Regions from separate parts of the Mus musculus genome. Here region 2 is linked to region 1. Evidence: chromatin contacts called from public HiChIP or PLAC-seq data. All regions are on one chromosome and are shown on one strand. The core of a region is the stretch at or near the end of the contact, and the rest is flanking DNA. Distances in the headings are between cores, read along the strand shown. Region 1 overlaps Magi3 (membrane associated guanylate kinase, WW and PDZ domain containing 3). Region 2 overlaps Gm34548 (a long non-coding RNA gene).

The links. HiChIP or PLAC-seq counts read pairs in DNA pulled down with a chosen protein or histone mark.
Region 2: a FOXA1 HiChIP or PLAC-seq map of pancreatic cancer cells shows a contact between it and region 1. The contact joins two enhancer-like sites. A contact is called at or near these places in 8 of 39 promoter capture datasets (the 3T3-L1 cell line, 3T3-L1-derived adipocytes, the C10 cell line and 4 more), 3 of 15 datasets of contacts at CTCF or cohesin (the NIH/3T3 cell line, large pre-B cells and pro-B cells), 16 of 484 Hi-C or Micro-C datasets (B cells, the C10 cell line, the G1E-ER4 cell line and 10 more) and 2 of 115 datasets of contacts at active chromatin or transcription factors (large pre-B cells and pancreatic cancer cells).

Annotation. Positions count from the first base shown.
Region 1 is chr3:104,108,041-104,114,526 of GRCm38.p6, forward strand. The region is part of intron 1 of Magi3 (membrane associated guanylate kinase, WW and PDZ domain containing 3); the gene reads right to left. Among named protein-coding and RNA genes, the nearest start is that of Magi3, 110 kb to the right of the region's middle. Within about 2 kb of position 1,566, at least 10 of the 459 cell types and tissues checked have an H3K27ac peak or open chromatin away from gene starts, as enhancers often do. A contact at or near this core is called in liver and pancreatic cancer cells, where this site is marked.
Region 2 is chr3:104,673,735-104,680,145 of GRCm38.p6, forward strand. It overlaps Gm34548 (a long non-coding RNA gene), which reads right to left. Exons shown (of 4, transcript XR_867542.1): 2 at 6,214-6,396; 3 at 4,526-5,411; 4 at 3,817-3,954. Among named protein-coding and RNA genes, the nearest start is that of Gm34548, 3.7 kb to the right of the region's middle. Within about 2 kb of position 1,612, at least 184 of the 459 cell types and tissues checked have an H3K27ac peak or open chromatin away from gene starts, as enhancers often do. A contact at or near this core is called in liver and pancreatic cancer cells, where this site is marked.

The DNA of each region.
Region 1 (6,486 bases), core at 316-2,815:
GATAACTATAAAATGCTTAAAATCTAGGTTAGATTTTAAGTTATATAAGTAATGTCTTTTAGGTTAGAGATAATTAAAAGATAAAGCCACAATAAAGTTCAAAATCATGAATTATCTTGCATGATGGATTTCTTAAGGGAAAATGAAGTTAACCCAATCTTATTCTAAGGGCCTTTGATGTTTTTAAAAACCAGTTAGCACAGAAAAGGCTAAACTTAAAGAGTAATGCCCATAATTATCAGAACTGGAATCACACTAGGTTTTACCATCAACTCCTACTGGTATGGGCAGTCACAAAGAAAAGGATGAGAGACAACTGCAATCCAAAATGCATTTTAAACAAAATGTGCAACTAGACACTGAATGTAGCATTCGTGTTTAGCATCACTAAAACTGAAAATCATATCTGCAAACATTTTTAGAAACTCTAAGTTTTGTTCTTATTTTATTTGTATGAGTGTTTTGTCTGCATGTATGTATTTATGTGCATCACATGTGTCCTGGAGTTGGAAGAGGCAAAAAGAGGGTCTCAGATCTCCTGGAACTAGAGTTATGGATGGTTGTGAGCCACCATGTAGGTGTTGGGAACCAAACCAGGGTACTCTGCAAAGGCAGTAAGTGCTTTTAACTGATGAGACAAATCTCCAGTCCCTCCATCATTGCTTCTTGACAATCAAGACAATATACTGTAAGCACCAGTCAATTAGACATAATGAAAATTTAATAAAACTGAGTTGACATTATTTAAGATTAACAACTGATAATAAAATATTCTAAATAAACCATTCACCATGGACGTCCCTGTCTCCAGAAACTAATAGAACTTTCTAAAGAATAAAGCGATTGTTTCTTCTATGTAATTTCAAAGAATTTAAAAAAATCTTAAATAGGTAGTTTACTAATGATTATCAGAAGGCCAACAAATATATTAATTCCCAAGGACACTGTTGTCCTACAGAGATGGCTCAGCAGTTAAGAGCACTTGTTGCTCTTGCAAATCACCCACATGGTGGCACACAGCTGCCTGCAATTCCAGTTCCTGACCCTAAGCCCTCTTATGACTTCTATAGGTACTGTATGATCCTGGTGTATAATATATAATGCAGGCACATCTATATATGATCTCTGTCTCTGTCTCTCTCTCTCCTCCCCTCTCCTCCTTCTCCTCCCCCTCTCCCTTCCCCTCCTACCCACCTCCCCCCAGGTTAATTCACAGAACCTTGACATCTCAAGGGCATGAAAAAAAAATCTCCCTGAGGCTAATGTAAACGTTATTAAACAAATACAAACAAAAGATTCTTTATAATGTGAACATTCTTACCTAGCCAGCCTATGCTTTAAAATTTTTTGCTCTTTGAATTCTATTCTTTGGTTTTTATATGAACAGTGAAACTGGTTTATAAAGTTTAAAAATATATACATCAGACAAATAGTTTGGCTAGATGAATGTCTGTAATTGGTATTTTAATTGTATAAAAATATCCAGGCGGTCAAGTTTGAATATACAACTCCTTAGTCAGGAATTCACAGCTACAAACCCATAGTTACTGAATATACGCAAACTCTGAATCACCACCAGTTCTCATTGAGAAATCAGTGAATAAAGCAACTGGCTATTATTTGGATTAACCCTGAGTCCTGTTGGCGTGGGTTCAGCATGCAAACAACTGTAAATCAATCTACCCACACTTCATCATCTTTTTGACAAGGACAGTAAGGAGAATTTGTCAACTGCTTGCTAAAGTCAAGATACAACATGTCTTTACTATTCTCTAATCTAGAAGCAATTATAAAACAGGGGGTAGGGGGAGAGTAAAAATGAGGTCAGTTTGGCATGTCTTGTTTCTTAGAAATCCATATTGGCTCTGGGTGATAAGCTATTCTTTTCTAAATACTTGGAATTTGTTTTTAAATAATCTCTTCAACTTTTGTGAGTTTAGATTATAGTAGGGCAATAGACTTGTGTGTTCACAGTCTACGGAGCACTTCTCTCCAGTCTCCCAGTTCTTCTTACATTCTCCTCCATGAAGTGTGTGTTGGGAGCAGGGGGATTAAAATAATTCTGAGGTCACGTCTGAGACTCTTCAACTCCAGAAGCCAATCCATTTAAGTCTTTTTAATAGTTCAAACTGAGCCCCAATCCGCTATGAAGTAAAGGCCTATTTTGAACTCCCAATCCTTTTGCTTCTGAGTGCTAAGATTACAGGTATGTACCACCATGCCTGGTTTATTCAGTGCTGTGGAAGGAATGGAACCCAGACAAGCACTCTACCAATTACACTACTTCCCCATTCCTCCTTAAAGTTTTGAAAATATAAATTTATTTAAAGTAAATTATGCTCTTTTTAAACAGATTTATGTATGTTCACCTTTATATATGGACCTGTGTGAGTCTACATGCACCACATGGGTGCCAGGCGCCCTGACCTTAGATTAAATTCCCTCAAACTCGTTACCTCTAAACTGTGAGCTACCTCTAAACTAAATCTTATTCTTATCCAATCCCACCACATAGCAGATGTTTAGCATAATGTCCAGCTTTCCTGTTTTATATTATTTTTAGCTTATACTGTTGAAAAAGTAACTTGTTCCTTCAAAGTTTTCTTAAATTATTACTTTGTTTAGTTTTTTTTTTTAAATTTTTTATTTGATACACAATCTCTCTACACAGACTTCGCTGTCCTGAAACTCGCTATGTACATGAGGCCGGCCTTGAACTCCTTGAACTCACAGAGATTCACCTGCTTCTGCCTCCCAAGTGCTAGGATCAAAAGCACGTGCCATTATGCCTCTGGCTTCCTTCAAGATTATAACAGAAGTAAAATAAGAATGATACAAGGTGGCTCAGTGGAAAAGAACTTGCCAGTAGGATCCAGGCTCTGAGTTTAATAATCCCCGACTTCAAAAGTTGTTGGGTTTTTCTGCAAGGGAGGGGGGGAGATGGCCTATCTACTCACTCATGTTGTTCTTGAAACATCTCTGTTCCTTTTGAGATTTGGTCTTGAGGAAAATGCTTATACTGTTATGCTCACAGCTACATGTATATTATATATTGGAAACAGAATCTTATTAAATAATCCAGACTCTCTAAACTCCTGACTTTCCCAGATTGGCCTCCCTAATACTAAGATTACAGGCGTGCATCATCAAAAGCAGACCGACCATGCATTTCTTCCTCCTCCTCTTCTTCCTCTCCCTCCTCCTCCTCCTCTTCTTCTCCTTTTTTTCTTTTTCTTTTTCTTTTTTTTTTTTTGGTTTTTCGAGACAGGGTTTCTCTGTGTAGCCCTGGCTGTCCTGGAACTCATTCTGTAGACCAGGCTGGCCTTGAACTCAGAAATCCGCCTGCCTCTGCCTCCTGAGTACTGGGATTAAAGGTGTGTGCCACCACTGCCATGCATTTCTTCTGAAAGTGTATTAAGACTGTGATAATTATTAGTTCTTTTCCACCAATTGATCACATGCATTGTATACATCTATAAAAACTTTTTACAAATTTTCTTTTAGAAATGTTTAACCTTGAAATTGTATGTACAGATGCTAGAAACATTTAAAATATAGCCTTGCTTCCCTTACAAACACACACCACAAGGCTGGCCTCTTACATGTGTCCTAGGGATCAAACGCAGGAATTTATGGTTGATTACCAACTGGCCTATCTCCTCAGCCTCAGCTCGCTCTTCTGTAATAAATCTGTAGTCAGAACAGCCAAGAGTAAAGCTAGAGAAGTTTTAGTACTTTGATTTAAGTAGCATCTGAAAAACCCCAAACTCTAACCAAGTGAAAATATTTATTTCTAAAAATCATAACACTGTTAGTTACATGTACAGTCCCATATTTATGCAGCAATGAAATTCCTTCATTTTAGATAATACATAGATAAGACCCATCATTATACTATACACCTTTGTTGTTTTACCTGCTTCAACAAAGCCAGGTACGCTATGTATATTCCAAACAATAATTTAGACAAAAAGAGGTGGTGCCCAGACAAAATGCTCCTGTACTTTAGGCGCTCTCTGACGTTTGAGATAAACATATCAGGCCTGCTAGCCCTCTTCATTCCCTCCTCACATCCATAGCCAATTGTTTTTCCTCAGAAGTCTGTTCTGTACCTACTCTACCTAGCACTGTACGATGCTGTGTGCACAAGATTATTGTCTGAGCAGAACACCTGGTCCATCTACTCTTTGAAACCAAAACCCAGGTGAATCACTGGAGTCCACACTGAGAGGGACTGGTTTCCATCCTTCCCTATGTGCAAGTCACAGGAAAATGAAGTTCAGTTTTGCCTTCCTCACTGGATCCTAACTCAGGAACTGTGATGGTTGATCTTATTGCCAACTTGATCAGCCTTAGAATCACCCACAGAAAAATGCTTCTAGACATTTCTGTGTAAGAGAAGACCCAGCCTGAATGTTGGCAGCAGCATCCATGGACTGGGGGTCCTAGACTGACGAAAGCAAGCTGAGCACCAGGGTTTCTTTCCCTTCTTCCATCTTTCTGCTCCTGTGTGAGAATCCAACATAACCAGTGCGTCACAATATTACTGCCAAGTCTTTCCTGCCACACTGCACTTAACTCTATGACTCAAAATAAAGCTTCCTTTCAATCTGGGAGCTGCATGGGTCTGACCTAGGTCCTCTGCATATGTGTATGTCATGGTTGTCAGCTTGGTGATTTGTGGGACTCCTAACAGTGGGAGTAGGGGTGTCTCAGACTCTTCTGCCTGCTCTTAGTACCCTTTCCACCAACAGGGCTGCCTCGTCCAGCCTTGATTTGAGGATATGTGCCTAGTCTTATAACTTGTTTGGCTGATATCCTGGAAGAGGGTGAGAGTTTCTCTTTTCTAAATGGAAATGGAGGAGTGGATCTGGGAAAGAAGTGGAGGAGGAGCAAGGAAGTTGGAGGAGTGGACGGAGGGCAAACTGTGGATGGTATATAATACATGAGGAAGAATCATATTTTTTAAAAAAGAGAAATAAACCTTTTTTCTTTAAGTTGCATTTGTCAGATAGTTTGTAACTTCAAAGTACTTACCATGGAGTTGAATAAACAGTCATATTAAACAGACACAAAAGAAATTAAAAGAATATGGCTGTTATAATGATAATTTTAACTGAATTCATCTCCAAAAAAAATACTCTTTCAGTATAATTCTCAAAGACAAACCATTTCTAAGCAGTATCACTTGAAATTTTGATATGCTGATGTAGTCAAATGTTCTTTATATATTTTAAATGAAAAAATTAGGTTATAAAATAGAATATTCAGTGTGAATTCAAACTGAAATGTATCTGAGGGTATGCAATGAAAACTACAAGGGGAGGCGGGGTGGAGGGTGCCATTAGTTAATGCCAGCAGCACTAAGGAGGAACAGAGAGTGTCAGAACAGCCTGATCTACACAGCAAGTTAGCCAAGAATACACAGGAAGACCCTGGGGGCGGGGTGAGGGAACATTAGAACAAATGCATGCTTAGTAATACTTCAATGTATTACAGAGTAGTTGTTACTCAGAAATCTCAAAAAAGAAAAAGCTCCGTTCTTCCTCTTCCTCACATTGAAACAGGTTGGTCCTGGGACCTTACTATAGACGCCATGCTACTTCAAACTCACAGCAATCCTCCTGGCTCAACCTCCAGAGCTCTGGGATTACAAGTTATGAGCCACCACACTGTTTAAAAAACTTTTTTTCATAGCTTTTGTATTTTCTCTCTTCTGAAAAGAGATTTGTGTGTATGAGTGTTTTGCATGCATATATATGTGCACTGTGTGTGTCTGGGGACCCGGAGATGAGATCAGAAGAGGATATCAGATCTCCTGGAACTGAAAGTACTGACCCCATGCAAGTCACTCTGGCCTTGAGGTGCTGGGAACCAAACCAGAGTTCTCTGCAAGAGTAGTAAGTTCTCTTAACTACTGGGGCCTCTCTCCAGCCCCCACTTCTATATTTTCAATAGTGAAAATATAATAAAAAGAAAAAAACTTTCATTTTTTTGTAATTTTATTTATTTATTTATTTTCCTTTTTTTAAAATTAGGTATTTTCTTTATTTACATTTCCAGTGCTATCCCAAAAGGTCCCCCCCCCGCTCCCCCCCCTTCTCCCCTACCCACCCACTCCTACTTCTTGGCCCTGGCGTTCCCCTGTACTGAGGCATATAAAGTTTGCACGACCAATGGACCTCTCTTTCAACTGATGGCCGAATAGGCCATCTTCTGCTACATATGCAGCTAGAAACACAAGCTCCAGGGGGTACTAGTTAGTTCCACCTATAGGGTTGCAGACCCCTTTAGCTCCTTGGGTACTTTCTCTAGCTCCTCCATTACAAAACTATAATACATAGTTTCTTTTTAAAAGAATTTTTATTTTAAATTGTACCCTTTAGGGGAGTGGGTGGGTAGGGGATTGGGGGGGTGGGTATGGGGGACCTTTGGGATAGCACTGAAAATGTAAACGAGGAAAATACCTAATTAAAAAAAAAAAAA
Region 2 (6,411 bases), core at 362-2,861, 570 kb after region 1:
CAGTATGTTGCCTGGATGGCCTTCAAACCTCTGGGCTCTTGTTTCTACCTCCTGAGTGGCAGGGACTTGGGGTGTGCACCACCACACCCAGATTAATATTGACCTCTTATCACACTTGTGCAGGCAAATTATAGGTCTGCTGTCTGGAGCCCAGGCCAACTTGTTAGGAAGGAGAAAGGCTCAGACACCCCTAGGGTTGAAAGACAATAAAATTTTTGTTTTGTTTTGTTTTGTTTTTTATTTGTTTACAGTCTCCCCTTAGCCCAGGCAAACCTGGAACTAACTCTGTAGTTAGGCTGGTCTCAAACCCACATTGGTTCTACCTTACCCTCTCAAGTGCTGGGATTACTGGTGTGAGCCATCATCACCATGCCCTGACGGGCATGCCTTTACCTACCTTACTCCTAAATTTGCAAACACCTCAGGGTAGTTTTGCAGCTGGTGAAACTGGAGTTGTGTTGGGTTAAGTCACTCTTGCTTATCAATGTCACGTGACCATTTGTGCATAAGCTAAGAAAAATCTTTTTTCCAGTAGTGAGGCCTGAACCCTGTCGCCAGGGCCTCTTAAGCAAATGCTGTCACTGAGCTGTGTACCCTTAGCTCCCTGACCTGAAATCTCCACCCCTTCACGCCTGACATTCATGACTGCTTCCCGGTGACCTTGTGTCCTGGATCCCTGCTTCTTATAGTCCTTCTTTCCCCTAGAGGCAGGCTCAGAAAGCTGTTTTCCTCTTACTCTTGTCTCGGGTCATTTGGCTGAGGAATTGCAGCTGCCTGGGCGGGGCTGGATGGTAGAGGTGTCTGGATCCGCAGAGAGGAAGCGACTGGAGTTCTCAAGAGTCCTGGGTTCACACTGACCCTTCCTGGTGTTCCCTGGCCCATTGCAGTCCTCCTGGGCATTGCCTAGGCTCCCCGTGTTTCTGCTTGCTTACACCCAGTCCTCAGGATGTCCTCTTCCCTTGCTAGAGCCTCAGCCTACGAGCCCGAAGCTCACATCCTGGGGGTTAATTTCTACCAACTCTAATGCCTTCAAATCCCAGGCTGAGCCTTCAGGCCAGGGTACAGCCTGCAGAGCTGACTCATGTGAAGTAGCTATTGGGTGACAAAGGTGAGAGTGGGCAGAAGCCTCCAGCTGCCCCTCCCATCCCTCCCCCCCCCCCCCAATCTGGGCTCCAAGCCACTGTCCCACGCAGCTTTCAGGGGGAAATGTCCTGATCTAAACTAAGACCAGTGCTATTTCCTGGGTCACAAGATCTCCACTGTGCCCCCTGGACAAATCTCGGTGACACCGGGTGCTTGAGCTGCATGGCTGGACAGGCTCCAGGCTTTGATGCAGCTTCTGCTTGAGGCGTTTACCCCAGCAGCTTGGCCAAGCTAAAGCAACCATTCATCCTGACTGTTTCCAAATGGGGGACTTCCTCTGATGGGAAGATCGTCTGATTCTAATGGGGTCTACATCTTGCCTTAAGTGCTGCTCCTAGAAGACACTAGCGCCAGCCCCCTGGGAGTAGAAACTGTCTACTCCCTCCCACCTACACCTCTGGAGAAATCCACGCACCCACCCTCACACCCCAGTACTGCGGTCATTCCTAACACAACACACCCCAGTGACCGCAAACATCCTCCCTCCTACACACAGCTGGACCTGATCTACAGAGGCGTTAATTCCTCAGGACCTGAACAGCGGCTGTTCCAAGTCCAGGGAGACCTCACGCCGACCTTCAAGGAACAAGAGAGGGGCCCGTCGCTGGACACCCAGGATGGTCTCCGCCCACCCTCTTTCCCATCAAAGCCTTTTCTCCGACATAGCTCCGTAGAGACAGTTCAGGCCCTTACGTGGCAGTGTGCGGCGCCCTCGTGTGGCCCATAGCCACCCAGCACGCTGGCCCCCTGGACCTTAGCTTTACCTCGGCTCCCCTGGCACACCTAGGTGTCCCCTCCCCCATCCGCTCCCCCCAGCTGTCCCCACCGGATGTCAGAACTCCACCTATTCCTGTACGGTGGCTTCCTGTCGGTCAGACCAGGTTAACCTGCTCTTTCCATTAATAGGAGGCTTTGAGAGTCTGGAGCAGGAATCCTGCCACGCTTAGCAGATGCCCTGCTGAAGTGAATTTCCTCATGTGTCTGTCTCCCTGCCCACTCTGAAAGGGCTTCGTCTAGGAAGTGAAAGAAAGGAAAACAAAAACAAAATTACAAAACCAGAGTAAGTTCGCAAGAAAACCAGAGTCACCCATCATCAACTGGGCTTTGACAATTTATCCACCGGAGGGAATGCGAGCTGACTTTCAAGCGTTAAGATTTATGGGAGGCTATTGGTACTGGGCACATAGCTAAGGCAAAGATAAGTCAATCATGCTTAGTGGAGCCAAAACCAGGTTGTTTACCAACCTTCACTGATGATAGTGACGATGATGATGATGGCAAAAAGAGAAATAGCTGTAATTCCAAGTAAGCCAGTTTAGCTGTTATGAATAGGAAATCCCCTTTGGGCTAACCTGTACAAGCCCAGTTAACCTATCTTTGTGAGGTTTTTTTGTTTTTTGTTTGTTGGTTTGTTTGTTTTGTCTTTTTGTTTTTTGAGAAAGGGTTTCTCTGTATAGCCCTGGCTGTCCTGGAACTCACTTTGTATACCAGGCTGGCCTTGAACTCAGAAATCCGCCTGCCTCTGCCTCCCGAGTGCTGGGATTAAAGGCATGCGCCACCACGCCCGGCTTCTATGTGAGTTTTTGTTGTTTTTTTGTTTTTGTTTTTGTTTTTGAGATGGTCTCACGATGCAGCAGCCCTGGCCAGCTTGGAACTAACAGAGATCTACCTACCTTTACCTCCAGAGTTCTGGGATTTAAAGAGTGCCACCTTTTGATTGGCTGATTGATTATTTGATGCTGGGAACTGAACTCATATCAGAGTCTTAGTCACTCTTCTGCTGTTGGCATTGAACACCCCCCCCCCCACAGCACCCCCACCCACCCCCCACCCATCCACCCCCCACCCTGCTGCCTCAAGCAAATCTGCTTTTCATTTTGTTTCTACTTCTTCAGACCCCTTTTCTATAAGGCAAACTCCAGGATGTGTTGTTGTGACTCATGAACCACAAATAAAAGGCCTATGATTAAGTTTATTGATTTGTTAACGACTCTCCTCCATTTTAAGGCATAGCCTTATGCGGTTCAACTGGCCTGGGACCCTTGGTCCTCCAACCTCCGTGCAAAGGCTAGGATGACAAGTATCTGACACACTGGCCGGCTTTTGTTATTTTCTTTGCGAATTTGTTTCTGTCTTTATTTTTTGAGGCAGGATTTCTCTGTGGCCTTGGCTGTCCTGAAACTCACTACTATTTAAACCAAACTGGCCCTCTGACACTATGGTTAGCCTCATTTTTAATCATTTACTTAATTTGAGGGGGGGGATTCGAGATAGGGTTTCTCTGTGTATCCCTGGCTGTCCTGGAACTCACTCTGTAGTCCAGGCTGGTCTTAAACTCAGAGGGATTCACCTGCCTCTGCCTCCTGAGTACTGGGATCAAAGGTTTCTACCACTAACAACTGGCTTAATTTAATTTTTTTAAAAATTCCTTTAATTCCAGCCCAGGATATCCCTCACTGCATTGCTGCTCTGCTAGCACTGGTAAACTGAGATGACGTCAGTTATAAGATTATCAGCCAGATAAAGTGATGCACACCTTTAATCCCAGCACTAGGGAGTCAGAGGCAAGCAGATCTCTATGAGTTCGAGGCCAGCCTGGTCTACAGAGTGAGTTCCAGGACAGCCAGGGCTATATAGTGAGACCCTGTCTCAAAAACAAAACAAAACAAAACAAAACAAAACAAAACAAAACAACTATCAGGATGCCCCTGTACAACAATTTTAGTAGCATAGGCCTGCATCCCACTTACCTGCCCAAAGACCCCTCTCCTCACCTGAGATTCCACTAGAGAGACTCTAACTACAGCCAGGCTGTGGGAAGAGACGAATGTTAAGTTAGTAAAGACTCATAGAGGGCATGTAGGCCGGCCTCCCTTCTTCAGGGCAGCCTAGTTCAGCAGCTGGCCCAGTGACAGGGACTGGGCAGGGTTGACAGTAAGGGGAGCTGCCTGCCCTGGTGCAGTCTTCCTGGTGCCCACACAGCTCTGACTGTTTTCTACCACTTAGCTTCATCAGACAGAAGCTCTGCTGAGGCGCTCTAGACTGTGTCCAGACTGAGGAGGGTGCAAGCCCAGGCTTCAGGCCAACTCAGCAGGCCTAGGGCATGCATGCCCTTTGCCCTGGATCATGGGACATCTCTGGACAGTAGGATGACCCAAATCAACTGCCTAAAGACTTTGCCCCTGTAGACCAGCTGGTGTAATGAGCTCATACTGCACATGTTTAAGTGTCTGCGGAGGTGTTCCCAGACCAGCCCTGACCCAGAGCTGATCTTAAGGAGGCCTACCTCTTTTTTTTTTTAATTAGGTATTTTCTTCATTTACATTTCCAATGCTACCCCAAAAGTCCCCCAAACCTCCCCTCCCCGCCCCCCCAAGCCTACCTCTTATAGCAGGCCGAGACACTTGGGTCCAGGCTACAGCTGCAAGAGACCTGAGGAGTGTTGTCATCCAGTGAGCAAGAAAGGCTGCTGATTTGATATGGAACTGCCTTGGTGGGTCTCAGAATTTAGGGTGCAGAGGTTAAGGATCAGGCCTCCCCAAGGGACACTTTCCTGTCTCTCCTGAATAAACATAAATGTAAATTCACATGGTGACAGCGGGGGAGATGTTTTGGACTTGAAAGGCCCAACTTCTTCATCCCCAAGAGATCGGAGTTACCTTTTCCACCCCAGTTGAGCCCGTGCAGGCCAGCAGGAGTATCTGGCAGGAAAGCGGAGGCCAGCACTAGCTCTCTTGTGTTGGTGGCTACACTGGGTTCCTGAATCTCCAGGGGCTTCAGCAACTTCATGACCAGTGTGAGATCTGAGATGAACGCAGAGCTGAGGTCATGGGGTACAATGTATACCTCACCCTGGGACTGGGTGGTGGGGCTGTACTGGGAGAGAGGGGGTCTGGGTTTCAGGACTCCAGTTCTGACACAACCCTGCAAGCTCAAGCAAGAAGAGGCTGTGTTTGCTGGAAAGAAATTCTTTTGATTCCACTTTGAGTAAAGGATGGAAAATGATGAAGTCGGCTCTCTAATTAGGATCCAATGAGAGTCAATTACCAGAAGCCACAACAAAGCAGGGGAGCAGTCACAAAAGAAACACATCTTCTTCAAGCGCTCCCAGCTGGAGAGAAATTGCGTCACTTACGCTGAAGCACAGGCTGATGTAGAAGCTTGATGTAGGGTCTTAGAGTGTGGCGGAGAACAGGGCGGGAAATGATTCACAGAGCAGATGGAGAGCGCCAGTTCCTGTGCTGGGTTTGGAGCTGCTCCCTGGCTTCCTGGGAGAAAACACAAGCAATGACTCGGGCAGCAGATGAGATAGGGATAAGCACAAAGCCCACTTGGTTCCTTAAGATACTTGTATTAGTTATCTCTTGCTGCATAACAAGTAGCCCAGATGTTAGCTGCCCAGCAAGCAGGTGTTTATTTCTTCTTACAGTCTGGGGTGAGGAGCCTGGGGTGTAAGAGGTAGGGGTTTTCTGGCTAAGAGTCACCTGGGGTTTTCGATAAGCTGTCTTTTAGGGCTATAGGCTGTCTTAGGGTTTTATTGCTGTGAACAGACACCATGGCCATGGCAACTCTTATAAAGGAAAACATTTCATTGGGGCTGGCTTACAGTTCAGAGGATTAGTCCATTATCACCATGGTGGGAAGCATGGCAGTATGCAAGCAGACATGGTGCTGGAGAAGGAGCTGAGAGTTCCACATGTGGACCAGCAGGCACCAGGAAGAGACAGTGAGCCACTGGGCCTGGCTTGAGCTTCTGAAACCTCAAAGCCCACCCCCAGTGACTCACTTCCTCCAACAAAGCTACACCTACTAATAGTGCCACACCCTAAGAGCCTATAGGGACCATTCACTCAAACCACCACAGACTCCTGAAGGTCTGACCTGGACTAAGGAATATGCTCCTAGGACTGACTTGGTATTTATTACATCATGAGTCAAACAGCTTTGAACTTTTCCCAGAGTTTTAGGATGACAGCCTGTTCTCTGGAGCCTAAGTGGACTAGGGTTGGCCAACCATCCCAGTGCTAGCCAGAGAGGCAAGCAATGGTAGGAAGCAGAGAAAGATTTAACCTGTGTGCACCCTGGAAAAAGGAACAGGTAACGGGGGGCTTCAGAGAGCTGAGATGAGCTGTGGGTTTAAGTTGATGAAGGTTGCAGCAGAGGGAAGAAGCTTCCAGAATTAAGTGGTCCTACTCAGAGTGTTACAGGTTCCTCTGGCTGGGTGTTCCCAGGTTCTTGATGCCTTTCAAAGAACTGGAAAAGCACACA